Regions from separate parts of the Mus musculus genome. Here region 2 is linked to region 1. A link is a contact called in public promoter capture Hi-C data. All regions are on one chromosome and are shown on one strand. Each heading gives the region's core, a stretch centred on a gene start, on an enhancer-like site or on the middle of the called end of the contact. The rest is flanking DNA. Distances are from core to core; before and after follow the strand shown. Region 1 holds the start of Pou2f3 (POU domain, class 2, transcription factor 3). Region 2 holds the start of Ccdc153 (coiled-coil domain containing 153).

Evidence for each region. Promoter capture Hi-C pulls out the DNA fragments that hold promoters and counts their contacts.
Region 2: a promoter capture Hi-C map of liver shows a contact between it and region 1, with 2.8 times the contacts expected there. The contact joins the promoter of Ccdc153 here to the promoter of Pou2f3 in region 1. A contact is called at or near these places in 3 of 39 promoter capture datasets (cranial neural crest and liver).

What each region holds. Positions count from the first base shown.
Region 1 is chr9:43,204,305-43,207,004 of GRCm38.p6, forward strand. Pou2f3 (POU domain, class 2, transcription factor 3) reads right to left here and starts at 1,451. Exons shown (of 13, transcript NM_011139.2): 1 at 1,350-1,451. The coding sequence starts at 1,377.
Region 2 is chr9:44,239,350-44,242,049 of GRCm38.p6, forward strand. Ccdc153 (coiled-coil domain containing 153) reads left to right here and starts at 1,328. Exons shown (of 7, transcript NM_001081369.2): 1 at 1,328-1,374; 2 at 1,649-1,727; 3 at 2,273-2,338. The coding sequence starts at 1,658.

The sequences.
Region 1 (2,700 bases), core at 201-2,700:
TCCACTTGTACTCATCCCTGCTGGGAAACAGCATTAGTGAAACCAGGCATCAGGGCCCTCCTGGACCCCAACTAATGTCTGCTTCCAGGAGTGATGGGAGACAGGAAGATCTAGCCTGTTCTGCTTCTTGGAGGTGGGTCAGAAGATCTACTTTCTCCCCCCTTCCCCTTTTCTCCTTTTCCTCCTTTCCTCCCATCCTGTTCTTCTAGAGCAATCCATACAATTTCTACAGCAACCCTCAAGTCCTAAGGAAAAATTACTAGGCCCTTGCACTGTGTGCAAGAGGTAAGGTACTAGGCTGTGAGTGGTCAAATTAGGTACAGCTTTTTGCATTTTGATTCTGTTACTTGCCCAACACCTCAGGCAGCCAATGAGAAGATCAGCCCTTTCCCCCACCTCAACCCATCAGCAAGTCTAACTTTCTAGCTTAGTAGCATCCTTAGCCCAGCAATGCACAGAGGATCAAAGTGATTGACAGGGCTGGGTCTCTCCACGCCCACCTCCCATTTGTAAGCTACAGGGTAACTGACTCCGGGCTATTTCATCTCCTGGTTTCCTCAGGAAAGGAGGTCAAAGGATATCGGACTCAGATGTGCCTGTTGCCATCCCCTCTGGCATATAGACCCATTATGCATTGAGCCCATAACATAGATGACCAATGGATAATGAGTGGACACACCTCCAACACAACCGGAACACGTGTGGTCCAAGTCTCATCAGGTTCTTTGGCGCTTACTCCACCCATCCTCCCAACACACAAGGGGGACAGACAGACACTCATGACACACATACACACAAACACATGCTTGCACAAGCCCTAATCAATGAACGATCCCGTGGCATGGCATCTGCCCCAGGTGCGCCTTTGGATTTGCTCCACCCTACCCACTTCCCCTAGGCACCCCCCATGCCCACTTTGCCTGCATTTCACACAGGTGCCCGGACACCAAACACGCAGCATGTGGATACACGTATGCACTCCCAGGTCCACACCCTAGCTGAGTGATTGAACCACCCAACTCCTGCAACCTCCTGGGACTCCAGTGCTTCAGCACACCCAAGTCCCACGCACTAACTCCCCAGATCTGGGGCTTCAGGAACTTCATGCCTCTCTCCATTGTTCTCCAAGATTTCATATTTCAAAGTTGCTCCTTTTAACCCCTCTCCCCATACCTACCTATCCACGCCAGCCCGGAAGGACCCGCTATCCGCATCGCCCTCTCCTGGCCGCCGAGGAGTTAACGCCACCCCCACCCCCCAGCCCCTCGCGTGGTGCAATGGTGTCCCTGTCCTTGGTCCCTTCCCACGCGCAGTGACACCTGTCGGAGCTCACTCCCTCTTCCCCTTACCTGTGTGCATGGGCTCCAGATTCACCATCCTGCCCCAGGCGGGGCCAAAGCCTGCGCCCCCCCAGGTCCCTCGCTGCTGCCCCAGCCTGGCCCCCGGGGAAGCCAGGGTCTCCCTCCTCCCGCCCTCTGCCGCCGCAGCTGCAGCCCCTACAGGAGCGGCTGCCACCTCGGTCGCACACTCCGCTGCTCCGGCCCCGGCAGGACTCCGCGGACAGGCTTAGCACACTCCCCAGGTGAGCACGCGGCGCGGGGCGGGGGCCTCGGCCACGCCCCCTGGCAGGGCCCCCGCGCTTGGTCCCGGGCCCATGCAAAACAGGGATTTGCATACGTGGAACTGGGGGCCGGGAGAGGGGTGTCAAGGTGCTGCCGGGGCGGGTCCCGACCCTGAGGAACACCTGTCCGTCGAGACCCCGCCTGGCAGTCCTTCCCCATCACGCCCTCAGCGGCTCCTACTCCTGGGGCAGTTTTGCTCTTTCGGGGAACCCCAGGCTTCTGCCTAGTTGGGCTCCAGAAGAGTAAGCAGTGCTGCTCAGAACCTGCGAGTGTTTGGAGAAGACAAGGGGTTGCTGCGAATGGTCTTGCCTTCCAACCGCTTACCACCGCCGTGGCTTGGGTCAGGCTGTTCACCTCTCTGACCCCATTTTACTCATCTATACAACGGGGCCTGTGGTTAATAACTGCTATCTATGAGAGCTAAGCAGGTGACTAAACCGGGCTGATTTCCTGTGGTTTACCCTTGTCACTTGCAGCAGCTTCTTCTGACTCTTTCCAGGGCTCTTTCCAGAGAGACACGGCTGTCCCTTTCCTGCCGGTTCCCACCATCAATCACCTCTGGTCCCAAGTTATGAGGGAGAAGGGTGTGGAGAATATTCGCCAATGTCAGCAGTTGTGATGGAGTTCACTTTTCAGGGACTGGAGTGACTTATCCAAACTCTGCAATTTGCCAGAGATGGAGCCTGCAAGGGCAAAAATCTCCCACTCTTCAGGGGCCAGCGAGTGACTCTGTGCCTCAGAGGAACACATCCAGCCAGCTCAGAAAGCCGTGTGCTGACAGGAGGGCAGAGCTTCCCTTTTCATCTCCTTTCCAGATACGATCCCCATTAACCTTCCACCCCCAGCCCCAGCCCAAGTCATTTCCGAGGATGGTCTTGGGCTTTTCAGCCTTAAAAGGAAGAAAGAGAAAGAAAGAAAGAAAGAAAGAAAGAAAGAAAGAAAGAAAGGAAGGAAGGAAGGAAGGAAGGAAGGAAGGAAGGAAGGAAGGAAGGAAGGAAGGAAGGAAGGAAGGAGCTGGAGAGATGGCTCAGCAATTAAGAGCACTGACTGCTCTTCCAAAGGTCCTGAGTTCAAATCC
Region 2 (2,700 bases), core at 78-2,577, 1.0 Mb after region 1:
TATGCAACTGACCAACATTTTCAGGGACTAGAATGGACAGACATGCCTAAAAAGGATCTGTAGGTTCCATAATCCACAGGGAGGAAGGCTTGTTTAAATTCTATGTATGGTGACATTATGGTGCCCAGAGATGGCACAGGTCCAGACGGATCTCTCCCAGATGGAGGGAGGGCTTCCCGTCATGCTTTCTGCCAACAATCAAATTTTAATTATACATAAGATACTAAAAAACACCCCGTAAAGGGGATCTCCCCCAATATTGCCCAAGAAATTACCAACTGCAAACTTTAGGAGGTGCAGGCGGTCAAGCAAGTCCACTAGAGGGAGCCCTAAGCAACTTTATGCTGCAGGGAGCCTGGGGGCTGCTAAACCCCTGCCTGCAGATTAAACCTCATAAAGAAATAGTGGGAGAAGGCAAGATTGACTGGAGAGGGAAAAAGGAGTCCTGTAAACACTGCACTGACGTCTGGGGATTTCAGGAGCTACAAAACTTATACACCAAGAAATACAAGCTGAGCAAAATTAAGTAGCTGAACTCCAGACTCTTGTCTAATTTGTGTTCCTCTTTGTGGGTCAGCATCCTTTCAACTACCTGTGTCAGAACATGTTTCCCTCACACACCACAGTAGCCTTTTTGAGGCAAACCTTCAGGTTGTTGTTTAAAAAAAAACAAAAACAAAAACAAAAAACAAAAAACAAACAAAACATTTATTTATTTATTTTATGTATCTGGTGGTCTTCAGACACACCAGAAGAGGGCATCCGATACCATTACAGATGGATGTGAACCACCATGCTGTTGCTGGAAATTGAACTCGGGACCTCTGGGAGAGCAGCCAAGTGCTCTCAACCACTGAGCCATCTCTCCAGCCCCCAAACCTTCTGTTTTAAAGTAAATAATGTCACTGTGTTCACACGAAACCTCCAGATATAAAGTAGCTGTGATGGCCGCTATCCCTGCTTTCCCTATGTCTTGCAAAACACTGCTCTCCCAGACTGCAAGTTTGTAGATTCCTAGCCTGGAGAGTCTCCAGACCACAGGTAGTGCCTGTGTAGACATGAATAATAGCTATTCGGCTCCTAAGCCTCTTCTTTAGGGCTAGGATATGGAGGTAAAAAGAGAAGCTTTCCTTTGTATGAGCTGATTTAGCTCACCCACCTGCCTGAGTTTTCCAGTTGCCTGGACAACGTGCAGTATCCAGAAACCCAACATCCCAGTTCTTGGTCCCACCTCTTGAGGAAGTTTTACACCTTGGATTGGCTCCCAGGACCCAGGCTCCTCCCTAGACTCAATCTACTTGGGTCTCTCTTTACTGTCCCCATGACATGTCATTTCCCAGGGAGACACCACACAAGCAACAGAAAGTCTTGCAGGTAGGTAGGAAGGAGGAGAGTACACAAGTTGGGGAGAGAGAAGGGATGTCCAGAAGTTTCTCTAAGAAGCTGACTGCTGCACATAGGATTGTTCTCCCTCAGTGATCCCAGCCCTCCCTAAGGGTCCCAGAGACCAAGAAATGAAGCTTCTATAGAAGTGTAAGATGCACTGGGAGACTGGCACTCTGATGCTCCAGAAACCCCCAACCAACTCAGTGTAAGAGTCAGGAAAGCCTGTCTGTATGCTGACCTACATAGGTCTTCCCTTCGTCAGGACAGCGGGATGCCACCTAAAACCAAAGGAAGGGGGAGAAAAGCTGAGGCACGGAAGAAGAAAAAGAATTCAAGTCCTGGTGAGTCACCATGGGTGAAGGCCAGTGCCCCTGCATGTCCATGTCCACACCAAGGTCCTTAGAGGGAATCCAGCTCCCTGGGCAACAAGACAGAGGGCGTTTGTTTTGGTTTTGTCTTTTGTTCTTTTGACACAGGGTCACTAAGAAACCCAGGCAAGCCTCAAACGTATCCTCCTAGTCCTCCTAGTGCTGGGACAGCCTGGTGCTCACAATGCCTGGCATTAGTTAGGCATTGACACCACAGTTGGCTAAAGTGAGGCTCTCTTGCCCTCCTCTTCAGAGCCCTGAGTTCAGATTCGGCCAGGCTGGGGACCGGAGACTGCCTCTCTCCCCCTGGAGCCCCCTCTAGTCCTTTGCCTCTGTCATCTGTTTCACCCTTCTTTTGAGCACACACCAAGTACAAGGCAGTGAAGGCTTGGCTATGAATTTGTCAGATTTTGGCATTGGGTATCAGTGATCTTCCCCCATCCTGCAAAAAGTGCGGGAGGAAGACAGGGCAGGGGCGAGATCAGCGTAGCCTAAGACTCCGTGGTTTGCCACGACAGGTGTGGAGGCTGAGGCCAAGCACAGGCTGGTGCTGCTCGAGAAGGAGCTGCTTCAGGACCGCTTGGGTAAGGAGTGTGGAGCCTCAGGAGACAGCAGCAATGACAGGTCCTAGTCAGGGTTATCACTGCTGTGAAGAAACACCACAACCAAAGCAACGTGGGGAGGAGATGGTTTATCTGGCTTGCGCACCCAAAGCACTGTTTATTATTGAAAGAAGTCAGGAGAGGAGCTAGGAGCCTGGAGACAGGAGCTGATACGGAAGTCATGGAGGGGTGCTGCTAATTGGCTTGCTCTCCATGGCTTGCTCAGCCTGCTTTTTTATAGAACCCAGGACCACCAGCAAAGGGGTAGCACCACCCACAATGGGCTGGGCCCTCCCCATCATTCACTGATTAAGAAAATGCCCTATAGGCTTAACTATAGCCAG